Regions from separate parts of the Zea mays genome. Here region 1 is linked to region 2. A link is a contact called in public Hi-C data. All regions are on one chromosome and are shown on one strand. Each heading gives the region's core, a stretch centred on a gene start, on an enhancer-like site or on the middle of the called end of the contact. The rest is flanking DNA. Distances are from core to core; before and after follow the strand shown. Region 1 has its middle 13 kb from the start of LOC100275732. Region 2 holds the start of LOC100282916 (Zinc finger protein CONSTANS-LIKE 9).

What was found. Hi-C and Micro-C count contacts between places; a contact is called where the count stands out from the background.
Region 1: a Hi-C map of ear shows a contact between it and region 2, with 1.7 times the contacts expected there. The contact joins the enhancer-like site here to the promoter of LOC100282916 in region 2.

Annotation. Positions count from the first base shown.
Region 1 is chr9:42,809,501-42,816,003 of Zm-B73-REFERENCE-NAM-5.0, reverse strand. No RefSeq gene overlaps it. Among protein-coding and RNA genes, the nearest start is that of LOC100275732, 13 kb to the left of the region's middle. Within about 2 kb of position 2,568, at least 13 of the 20 cell types and tissues checked have an H3K27ac peak or open chromatin away from gene starts, as enhancers often do. A contact at or near this core is called in ear, where this site is marked.
Region 2 is chr9:41,989,178-41,995,473 of Zm-B73-REFERENCE-NAM-5.0, reverse strand. LOC100282916 (Zinc finger protein CONSTANS-LIKE 9) reads left to right here and starts at 1,749. Exons shown (of 5, transcript NM_001155822.1): 1 at 1,749-1,970; 2 at 3,562-4,252; 3 at 4,922-5,122; 4 at 6,081-6,296. The coding sequence starts at 3,662.

The DNA.
Region 1 (6,503 bases), core at 1,319-3,818, 820 kb before region 2:
TTTTTTTATTTTCTCTACGGAATTCAAATCAAATCAAACCACAATTCAAATTCAAATAATTCAAACATGTGCATCAACCAAAAACAAAGTTTAAGCTCAACATGATGCAAACATTCATATCTCCCTAGTTTTAATATTCTAAAGAAAATAATATATCTCTCACATAATTAACCCAAAATTCTATTAAAGAGAATGGAAAAGAAAAACTATAGAGGTGAGAAAAGGAGTAACACCTGAATTTGATAGATATTAGAGAAGAAATTTTATACCCCTAAATTTAGGGTATTACAAACATATTCCCCTTAAAAAGAATCTAGCCTTAGAGATTCAGGGTTGGCTAGAAAAGAGCTCCGTGTATTTGGCTTTTAGATCATCTTCTCTTTTTCAAGTTGCTTCTTTCTATGAATGATGGACCCACTTGACTTTGCATATCCTGATGGTGCTTATTCGAGTAACCCTGTCTGATGTCTCTAGAATCTGAGTTGACTTCTCGATTTATGTTACGTCTTCTTGAACCTTGAGATCCTCGGTTGGCAATTGCTCTTTTGGCACTCGCAAACACTTATTCAGCTGAGACACATGGAACACATCATGCACGGCTGACATCATGGAACACTCAGCTCTCTTCTTTGGGTGTCATCATAACTTCGCTGTCTTGATTGTGCTGTCTTCAAATTCTCTCGAACCATTCTGATATTCTCTTCGGCTTCAAGCAAAATGTCTGGACCGAACACCTGCCTTTCGTCGGGTTGGTCCCAGTGCAACGGAGTTCGACAATTCCTCCCATAGAGTACATGGAACGATGACATCTTCAAACCGGTCTGATAGCTGTTGTTGTAAGAGAATTCTGTATAAGGTACCATTTTATCCCAACCTGACTTATCCTTCAAAGCACAACCTCTCAACATGTTTTAGGATCTGGTTGGTCCTTTCAGTCTGACCATCTCTATGTGGGTGATAAGCTAAACCGAACTTCAAGTGCGTGCCCAAACTTCATGCAAATGCTGCAAAAAATGAGAAGTGAATCTGGTTCCTCTGTCGGAAACTATCTTTTTCGGAACACCATGCAAGCATACAATCTGGGACATACATAGTTATGCCAACACTGCACTATTATAGGTGGTCTTGACTAGTATGAAATGAGCCACCTTTGTTAAGCGGTCCACTACTACCCAGATGGAGTTATAACCGGCTCGAGTGCGAGGCAAACCGACTTAAAGTCCATCCCAATCTCATCCCACTTCATTGAGAAATTTGTAACGACTGCAACAAACCTGCGGGCCTTTGATGCTCCGGCTTAATTCTTTGACAACTATCACATATAACAACTTACTCTGCGATCTCCATTTTCATACCGTACCACCAGAATATTTTCTTCAGGTCTTGGTATATCTTGTCGCTGCCAGAGTGTATGGAATAAGCTGTCTCATGAGCTTACTTGAGAATTAGCTCCCGAATCGATTTGATGTCAGGAATACACATCCCATCTTTGAACCATACTACAGTACTACACCTTCCGCGTCTTCACGAAAATCTTTTCCTTTCCCATCTAAGATCAGCTGTCGAATTTCATTGATCTTTTCATCATTTTTTGGCCATCTTTAAAATCTTGTTCAAGAGTGGGTTCCAGCTCATTTGTCACTCCTTGGGTGCTGTTTAGAAATCCGAGACTCAGACTGTCGAATTCCTTCGCTAGTTCATATGGCATCGGATCATCGACCATCATGTTGACTTGACTCTTCTCGCTCAAGGTCTCTGCAACCATATTAGCTTTGCCTGAGTGATAATGTATCTGCAGCTCATAGTCTTTGATCAATTTCAGCCATCTTCGTTGCCTCATGTTTAACACTGACAGTATGAATATATATTTAAGACTCTTATGGTCTGTATAAACATCACACTTCTGCCCATACAAGTAGTGCCTCTAGATCTTCAGTGCATGAACCACTGCTGCCAACTTGTAACACCCTAAATCCATCAATTAAAAGTAGTTTAATTTCTAAATTTGTAATAGAAAGGAAAAATATATTGGCTTCAAATGATGAATGGGTGATATAAATAAATTCATCAATTTCTTGAATAGTAAAATTTTTACTGAATGTTTGATGCATTCATGCCGAAGCATAAATTTTGTTCGAGTTGATTTGAGAATCCAATTTTTAGATTCAATTCTCTGGAAAAAAATACACATTTACTAAACCCTAAACTCTAAACTAATGATTTTAGAAAGCGTGTATTTTTATTTGTTAATAATAATCTTGAGATTATTTTGTTTTTAGAAATATATATGATATTTTTTTGAAATTATCCTTAGCGTGGATTTTTTAAAAATAATAAGTTGCTAAATATTATTTTTCTGGAAAAATAATCATGTAATATTGACTTTATCTTAATTTTTGGATTTATTTATAATTTTGGATATATATATATATATATATATATATATATGCATATAACGTTTGTTGTTTAAACAAAAGAAAAGAAAAGTGAACGCAAGTCCACCAGACGATCGAATAGGCTTAGCTCAAGGCCGTTCGGCCAGTACTGTCTCCCAACCTCCCCCTTGTCTCTCAGTCTCTTATTAGCGGGCCCCACTAGTCAGGACGTCATCTCCTTCCTCCAGTGAATCTGCTCCTGTGTTCTTAACGACGGAACTCGCCCTTGCTAGCGCGTCTTGCTTCTCCCGCTAGCCAGACCTCGTGTATGTCCATCTGCGTTATGGAGCGTACCACCTCACCGGTCGTTCCCCTCCCTCCTTCGAGCCACCGTTTCCTCTCCCTGCTAGTGCCGGCCACTACCGCCATCTCTAATAATGGTTGACCCCTTCGATTCCTATTCCCTAATGTCCGTTTTCCCTGCTCGCCTCTATAAAAACATCACCGCGCCTCGTAGAGCCGATTGCTTGTCTCCTCGCACCTCCAACTTCCTGCTTGCTGCTCGCGTAACCAGCTCGTCGCCACCCTTGCCGTCCGCTGTTGTCGTCACCAGAGAACAACCCCTGCACCTAGCTCGCCCTGCGCCAAAGATCTTCGCCGCTGCCGCCAATGCTGAGCTGTGCGTCGAGCCTCGCCCCTGCAGTCTGTTCTCTACTCGCACCCTTGCTGTTCGACGCTTGTCAAGCTTGCTCTGCTTGCTGCTACTCGTGGGACGCTCACCATTGCCGTTGTCCGCGCTGCGACGACGTGCAGCTGCCTCGCCACTCCATGTTGTCTGTTGCCTCGTGCACGCTTGCTGTGTCCCTGTTCGCCGATAGTTGTCTGTTTGTTGCTATCGACCTCGTTGAAGCCCCATCGCCGGTGCCCCATCCGTCTCTGCTCTGTGTCGACCAAAGGTAGAAAAAGTCAAAATTGAAATATACTTCTGCTGACTATATTTAATAGCATAACTAGCCTAGCGATATTTTTCAGTTCATAGAATAATTATTTAGAGTGCAAATAATTTGATTATTGTGTTGTTCACAAGTTTATACAAAATACTTGATGCTAGTATACGCAAAACTTTACATATATGTTTTATTCATTTAAATTTGTAGTTATATTCAATTTATACGTACTCATCAGATTAAGAAATTTAAAAAAAATTATAGCTTATAACAAAGAAAATAAAATATAATTATTTATAATGACATGTTGGTCACTTGTTATCAAATGCTGTAAATCAAGAACAAGACAACATAATTGTTAAGTTTTAAGAATCTTCGTCTTCCGATGCATTATCTTCATATGGGTATAATGCTCATGAGACGAAGGTCAAGAAGAATATACCTTCATCATTTAATACGTGAATAGGAATGCGAAAGGATAAATATAGTAACTGCATCTCATTAATTCATTTATATTTGCATTTCTCAAAACATATATGAATATTAACAGTATTAATATTACATTGATACCTTCGGCTTGCTCGAAGGTGAAGACGCAAGAGAGTGATTGCCAATCAGCGTGAACAGTACGGTGTTACTGTTAATCTATTTATAGGCACGAGACGCAATCCGGGTAAAATTACATTTATGACCCTCAACATTTATCTATAGACAACCTGAAATTCTAAGGTCTATCTGGTCTTTTCTTCTTCTACTTGACTTGAACCGAAGTTGACGGTAGCTTTGGCATTTGGCAATATTGCTTCTATGCAAGGTCTTCGTCTTGAGAACCTTCGACCGAGGAAAAGAGGACCTCTGTATCACTTTGCCGAAGGTGTTTTTGCCTTGAAGACCTTCGGCGGAGAAAAAGACCCTCAATAGTAGCCACTTCGCGATACTAGATCGTTTTTTCGTAACGAGCTTGGTCCACAAAAATACGAAGGCTTCGGAATGCCGAAGGTCCGAAAAACATCTTCCCTGAGCTTGTTATCAAAAAACGATTAAAATATTCCGAGCGTTGGCCGGTCCACCATTCAGTCAGTATACGTACTCCGCGGTTCGCCTTCTTCTCCTGCAACACTATATAAATAGACAGGTTGGTGAGAAGTTACCACAACATTTATTGCCATTGCACTGTTGTGCTGTTAAAATTTTTAATCGAAGTCGAAGCTTTCTGCATTGCGCTTTCGAACAAGCACTTCGTCACTCGAAATCAGCTTCGTCTTAAGAAAACTGAAACCTGAAATGACCAGAGTAAGATCTACTGTTAGGGTGTCCTATGAGGGGGACGAAACTGAAATGACTAAAATAGCGCCCATATCAGAAATGATGAGGTGCTCTGGTCTAGTTGTGCAAGAGGGACCTACTGCCGAAGATACCCGCAATGTCGAAGCTGAACAGACCGAGGCTGAGGTCGGGAGTGGCAATGAGAGTGAAGAGGACAATAGCATTCTGAGCCCAACCAAACCTAGTCACATTGAATTTAGAAGATCCACCGTGACAGCAGAGGACTTGGTTGTGATGAAGAAGTTAGGGTACTATGGAGAAAATGAAGATGGATTGATTCGCTTTGCTGGGGAAGAAGTAATTCCGGAGCCAAAAGATGACGAGGTTGTTGTATTCAAGAGTTTCTTCAGGGCGAGGCTTCGGTTCCCCCTGTACGATATGATAGGGGAAGTTTTAAAAAGATTTGAAATATATCTCCACCAGCTGACCCCAAATGCTATTGTTAGGCTTAGCATTTACATATGGGCTTTCCGAAGTCAGGGTAAAAGTGCCAATACCGAAGGGTTCCGCCGAGTGCACGAACTTCACTAGCAGACGAAGGCGAGAGCCGACGGTCTGCACAAAAACTTTGGGTGCTATAATTTTCCATATCGAAAAGATAAGAAGGCCCCTGTAATTGGATACCACACCAAATGGTCTACTGGCTGGACAAATGAGTGGTTTTATGTGAAGGCTGACGAGAAGAAAAGAGAGAAGCTTATGAGTATGGTGATGAGCCCTTTGAAATTAAGCTTCGGCATGACGAGACCATTATGCAACATGCAGCTTGGCTCCCCATGCCAACTAGCCGAAGTAGAATTTAGAGTGGTGACTGGGTATATTAGCAATAGGGATTTAGTGCAGGAATACTTGGCAAACAAAACTTTCCCAACCTCTAGCAGATGGGGAATGCCAAATAAGAAGGAAGAAGGGAAAAATTATGAACTTGGTCGACTCCCTTACCGCTTCAAATTTCAGAAGACATTTAAAGAGCCATGCACTAAATGGCTAGAATTGATAGAAACAATGTGCAACGAGATTCTTGGGAATTATACGAAGAAGGAAGACCAGTTGATGACTGCCGCCTTCAGCTCCCGACCGAAACGAAGGTTGAACCATGGTATGGATGCTCTTAACTTTGAGTATCCTGACTATGAAAGGCTTGACAAAGGGGCCGGAGGGGCCAAAAGAAAAAGGGTTGTCAGTATTTTGGGTAGGCAAGCTACCCGATTTGTCAAGGAGGAGCAGAAAGCGTCGAAGAAAAAGAAGACTCTTTCGGAGCCGAAGGATTCGGCTCCTAAGAAGCGTAAACTCGTCAGGATATCTTATGCGGATACGAAGGTACAAGATGTGCCAGAGAAGACTATAGGTGCTCCTTCACCCTCTGCTGCTGAAGTTTTGGAAATTCTGAAGGTAATGACTGAATCCATACCATTTGCACTGCTAAGTCCTCTAAGGTTAGATCTGACTAGCCTTTTACGATCAAAGGAAACCGCTCCATCTGCGGAGAAGGCCGGGGGGGGGGGGGACAGAAGAAACGATGGATGCAAGCTATTGAGTAGACGCCACCCCCAGCTTCGTCGGCAAAAACAGCTATGCCTGTCGATGCCGAAGATACCGTCGGAGCCGAAGCTGATGAACTCGCAACCACAATGTCGGAAATCGACAGACTCATATCAGATGTGGTTGCCGAGGAAAACGTAGCCGCAGCGACTGACAAGGGAAAAAGAATTGAAGATGCCTCTTCGGAAGATAAAGATTTTGACCTTCCACATTTGGGTGACCAACAACTTTCCGAAGAGGACAAATCAGAATTGAAAGAGTTTGCTATATACTGCGGTTACCAGCCCGGATCCATACTCTTCGGCGGGGTCGA
Region 2 (6,296 bases), core at 500-2,999:
TGTTGGTTGTACTTAAGTTGATGTAGTATGACTTGAGGGTTGTAACATGTTGATTAATGGCGTGGTCGTATTAGATGACCTTCTCCCTTTAATTTACCTCTAGATTTGAGATAAATTGAGAGGACGAAGGGCCCATAGTTTTAATTATATTTACTTGTTTTGACATTTCTTAGGAATTAAAGCAAGTGACCAGCATATGCTAAACAATAGGTTCGATTGAAAACACTCATTATAAGCGGCTACTGCAATACACTAGTGAATCTATAATGCTCGTTGTATCTTCTCAGGGGATGTTTGAATGCACTAAAGCTAATAGTTAGTGACTAAAATTAGTTGAAACATCCAAACACCCTAGCTAATATTTCAGCTATTAGCTATTTTTGTAAATTAGTTAATAGTTAGGTAGTTATTTGTTAGCTAGCTAATTATACTAACAATTTTTAGCTAACTAAGTATTAGTTCTAGTGCATTCAAACACCCCTCAGTTTCGTCGTCTCGTGGAAGTCATATGATTCTATATTATCACATATGTATACATGCATTATTTCTATCTTAGCTAATTTTGACGTTTCAACTTCAAGAAATGAGAGCAATTCAATACTTTGCTTCATGTGGATGATCTTTTCAATTTTATATCGGTCAATAATATTAAAATCCTCTCTTAACTCGAATTTCTAAGGACAGATGTTTCTTCTTCCAAGAGGCTTGAAGCTATTTTTTGTCTATTAAAAACACGAAAAATACAATTTGCTTCTCACTCGTATAAAAAAACATGAAAGCAAGAGACCATTTTTTTAAAGAAGACCACACAAAAAAATTGTTCCTTAATAAATTTTGAAGTGTCTTTTTCTTTAGGATAAATAACTATTCAAAGTCATACAACAACCTAACCATGCAGGGACGAAGCCTAGCCAACCTAACCATACAGAGACCGACTCAGAACTTTATTTAGAAGGAACTAAACTAAACCTCTATACTTCCTCTTCTACATTATACTTCCTTAGTTCTTTTTATTTGTTATGTTTTAGTTTAAAAATGAACTAGTGAATGATAAATATTCGAAAACGTAGACAGTAATGTATACTCTTCTAAATTTTAGAGAAACTCCAGTAGAACTTTATGGTCTCAGGAACAGTAAGACGGTAGGAGGCTCGACTGCCGCCCGCCTCACCGCTGTCTCACTCCCTGTAACCATAGTATACTAGTCTACATGCATCCAGCCGGAGTCAGGGAAAAAAGCCAGCCGTTGGCGCGCTAATCAGGCCAGGCCAAAATGGCCAAATGAGCAAGCAGGCCACTGTCCGTCGGTGACGTGCGGGCCCATGAGCCAGAGAAGCAACCCACCTGTACCAGTACGGCAGTACTAGTACCGCGGACAAGTCGAAAAACCCTGCGCACCGCTCACTGCTTCACCTTTTGCGCAACAGTTCCCACCGGATCGAGCCCAAGAACAAATCACTGACTCGTTGGGTCCACCTTTGCTGGGACCATCAGCTAGTGACGGTGGCGTGCCACGGACCATGTGCCCGAGGCCGCGCATGTCAAAACGAGATGGCCGGGGGTGGGGGGCGCTGCAAACGTGGCGCGGGCCCGGGCTCCCTCGCACCCCCTTATCCTCTGTGGCAGAGGGAAATGACGCTCTTACCCTCGAAAAAGCGCACAAAAGCGCACCGGCGTGGGCCCCGCCACCTCATCCTCAGCAAATTTTTCCTCTACGCTACCAGTCTACCGCTAGCCTGCCTGCCCTCAGACTTCCTCTTTCTTCCCCTTCTCAGCCTTTCCCTCTCTTCTCTGCTCTTTGCATCTCTCTCTTGTTCCTCCCTTCCTCTCTCTAAAAAAGGGTTCTGATCCCTTTCTAGAAGCTCCTGGGTTTCTGTTGCCGACCCGAGCTCCCCAGGGGCGCTCAGGAGGCGCCGAGCCGGCGACCGCTCCGGCGGATCTGAGGAGCCGCCGCGGTCGCTTTGCCTCCGGTGAGTTATTCTTCCTCTCCCTTGGCGCGGGATTTTTTATGTGGGGTCGACCTCTTCCCTCGGATTCGCTGGCTCCAATCCCAACGTCTGATTCAGCAAATACGTATCATTTTGTTACCGGCCGCTTTATCGTTCCCCTTTCCTCTTTCCGGTGATCCCGATGCAGCTGCGATTTTATGTCTGTTTGTGTTTCAGACTGGGTTGATGCTGATTTATGGTGTTAGAAATGGCTGTTTGTATTTTTTTCTTCGTTATATTTTGTTTTGCTTTGTTGTATACTTGTATTTGTTTTCAGTTTAATATATGGGAGACATGAATCCTGTAAGAAAACTGCTTGTTTTTTTCCCTTGGCCTAAACGACCATCGTATTTGCCGCCTCACGCAGTCACGCTCTAACTCATACTGGTTTTTCAGTGCTCAAATTACATACAAAATTCCATTTAAAAAATAAAAATTGTTTCTCATATGAATAATCAAAACATGTTCTTTTAACTATATCCAGTCTTAGGTGCAAAGATGTGAATCTAATGCTTTAAGAAATGTTTATACTTATAATCCTTTTGTTATTGATAAGGGCAATCTTTTTGTTATGCATCCGTATGAGCACACTTACTGGAAATATTTGCATTTTTCCTTCCAAATATAGTTTTTTCAAAAAAAGTCAACTTCACTTCTTGCTTTGCACACATAAGATTTCCTTAGTCTGAAAACTTCTAAACAACTCATGAATTTATTTTGCTGGTGAAAAGGTTACCCTCTGTTAGCTTAAATAAAATTATCACCGAGCTCTGTTTGTTGGCTCATTTCATTGGTCCAATCATTCATGTTTCATATGTTTCCTCCCTACCATAGTATTGCGCTGTGTTGGTTGCTTGGAGAAGTTGGATATTATATAATAGGATTTACTAAGAAATCACTGTCAGGGATGACTAAGAATTGTGTCTTACGTCTTATGCTGGCTGGCTTCCATTTTTTTACACATTATCTCTTCTAGGATTCGTAGTACCTAGTGACCTCGTGGGACATATACTCGCATTCTTGCAAGCACTTAGTGGGGGCTTTGAATTATAATATGCACGGAGAACAGAAGATTTCAAGACTTGTTGCCTGCACTTTTGTAGTGGGTTTCGCAGTTCTTTATGCCCTGGTCGGCAAATTGAGGCTGAGTCCACTGATTTATGAGTCAATTGATACCTAGAACTGTCTCATTGCAGATGGCGGCTACATGTCCTAATTAGGAAGCAAATCTTTATTATCCTTGATATTTATATTGCTTGTAGCTGATGTAAGATGTTGATGGGTGGAACATGTTTGATTGTTTCTCTTGGATTAAGTTGAAAAAAAAAACAACCTGTTGTTTGGGTGGATGCCATGGTCAGAGTAACTGCCAGTAACAAATTTCTGTCATCACGTCAGTGTCATTCTATCATGTGCATTTCTCTAACACGATGTATGGGTACTAGACTACTAGTTCATAAAATAATAGTTGCGATAATTACTGATAAAATATTATTCATATGCATGTTGTAAAAGAGCCAGAATGATTACTGATGTAGTAGTAATTCTTTTTAATAGTTGCGATACTGCACAGGTTCCTTGTAAACTATTGATTGGGAAACACTCTGAAGAAGAGTTTGTTGGCTGCATAACATCTCCTGAAGCTGGTTTGAAGTTTGCTGATAGGAAAGATCATGGGCGCTCTCTGTGATTTCTGTGGGGAGCATAGGTCTATGGTTTACTGCCGATCAGATGCAGCATCCTTGTGTTTATCATGTGACCGTAATGTGCATTCAGCTAATGCTCTTTCTCGGCGTCATACAAGGACACTTTTATGTGACCGGTGTGCTTCACAGCCTGCTATGGTCCGCTGTCTAGCAGAAAATGCCTCGCTTTGCCAAAATTGTGATTGGAATGGCCACATTGCAGGATCCTCATCTGCCGGACACAAAAGGCAGACTATAAATTGCTATTCAGGATGTCCATCGTCTGCAGAACTTTCTAGAATATGGTCCTTCGTTTCAGATATTCCTAATGTAGCACCTGAGCCAAACTGTGAGCAAGGAATAAGCATGATGAGCATCAGCGACAGTGGTGTCAGTAATCAAGATAATGCTGCAGGGGACAGTATTTTGTTAGATATAGCTAGTGCAACACTTGTAAGTGATATTGGTACTTGTGACAAGCTTTTGGTAGGTTCCTCTTCAGGAGCTGGAGTGAACCTACTTCCACTGGCTACTGGTCAAACAGAAACAGCTGGATCTGTGGATTCCACACCAGATAAGGTGCTTTAAGGCTATTCACTTATCCCTGGTACCTCATACATAGAATTAGTTATTCACCTCTGCTGCTGCATATTCTACCTCCATGTGCAATATATGTAAGATGGACAATGACTTTGCTACCGACAGTTGATGGTTATCATTTGTCATGTCACATAATTGTTTTCCTTTTATGGTCTTTTGTCTGCTTTGTATTTCATTTGGTTTACTTGATGAACAATAAGATAAAACAATGAATTATGAACAAAAGAATTTCTAATAAGTTTATAAATAAATCTACTGTGCCATGCATGAAAATACTGATGTTGCTAAGATCGTATAAATAATTGCATATCCCTGTCTATCTAAAATGGAAAACTGGGAATAATATCTACATTTTTTTATTTTCACTATGTGGCAGCCACATATGAATCTTGTTCAGATGCTATTTATGTTACCTAGCCACCACCTTAGTAAGCCCTAGGATGGACAATCTGTATATTAACAATTCCCTTCTTGCCTTCTTTTGGTGTGATAATTCACAGATGCAGTACGATGAAAGGATTTATTGTATCTTGTCATTTGTTATTTCGCTATATGGCATATTCCAAATTTGTAGGCCTTTTCCCATTGTAGCATGTCTTTTCAAATGATAGTCTGTCACTAACATATTCACAGGATTCCTGTATGCAGGTTCCCTATACGCCAGATAAAGATATGTTCAGTAAGGACAGCATATATGAAGATTTTTGTGTGGATGACGCTGACCTTGCTTTCGAAAATTATGAAGAACTCTTTGGTACCTCTCATATTCAAACAGAACAACTCTTTGATGATGCTGGAATAGACATTTACTTTGAAATGAAGGAAGCACCTGCTGGGAATTCCACTGAGGTTTGTAGTTTGCTAATGAATATTTTTTTCTTAATCCGTTACAATCATTCACATCCATGTGCACATGCACTTCTCATAGTGTTGGTGTTCTCTTTGCTATGCCAATTAACTGAACCAATTCTGTAGTCCTCCCAATTTGTGTAACTTATAAGCCGTTCATTTTCCTGTTAACTCATCAAAATTGAACTGTGTGATAAGTTTTTCCAGGTGCAGTTTAATTTTTAGTTTGGGAAGGGCAGGCCTGGTGCAGTGGTAAGAGTTCTCACTAAGTCACCAGATCACGGGTTCGAAGCTGCCTCTCCGCATTTTCTTATAGGCCCTAGGTTTTCTTCTTTCTTTGATCCATAGCTTATTATTGACAAACTATTCAAAATGGTTGACTTTTCTGAAGTGACAAAAGGCAGGAAGAATCTTGCCTTCTTTATGTTAGTCTTGGGTTTTGGGATATAGCTTGTGCCAAATTTATGTGTCTGGTTTTGTGTTTAAGAAGCAACCAGTAACCACAGATAGGACTGTAAATTGTAACCTATCAGCATTAAATGTATGTCAGCTAGGGATGAAACTGGATCTGATACAGACGGATATTAGTGATCCTGCATCCATCCTATTTTCCATATTGTATCTCATTTTTTTTCTGGAATCTCAGAACCGGATAGGGATATATTAGAGTGATATTTATCTATACATATCAGAAATCTGTTTTTGTATCCAGATTTGATTACGATCGGATATTAAATGTTCAGATTCAGATAAGGACTATACATATAGGATTTTGAATTTTCAGGATGGACAGATAACGGGAAATATCCGTTACGTTTTCATCCCTCATGTCACCAGATCTGTAAACCATTTGGTGTTATCCTGTAGTCAGCGTATCTGGTTTGGACAAATTAGACGTTGCGTTTTTGTGTTTTATTATATGATTATTATAGGATTCTTGTCTCATGCTTTTCAGCAGTCCAAGCTGAAGCAACCTGCAAATAGCAATGCGGTATCTGCCGACTCTGGGATGTCGAACCCTGGAGTGAAAGGTGATTCCAGTGTTTGTACCCCTTTGAGGCAGGCTAGGTCTAGTCTGTCTCTTTCCTTTGCTGGTTTGACTGGTGAGAGTAGTGCGGGAGACCACCAAGATTGTGTGGTATCATCATTGCTTCTTATGGGTGAGCCTCCTTGG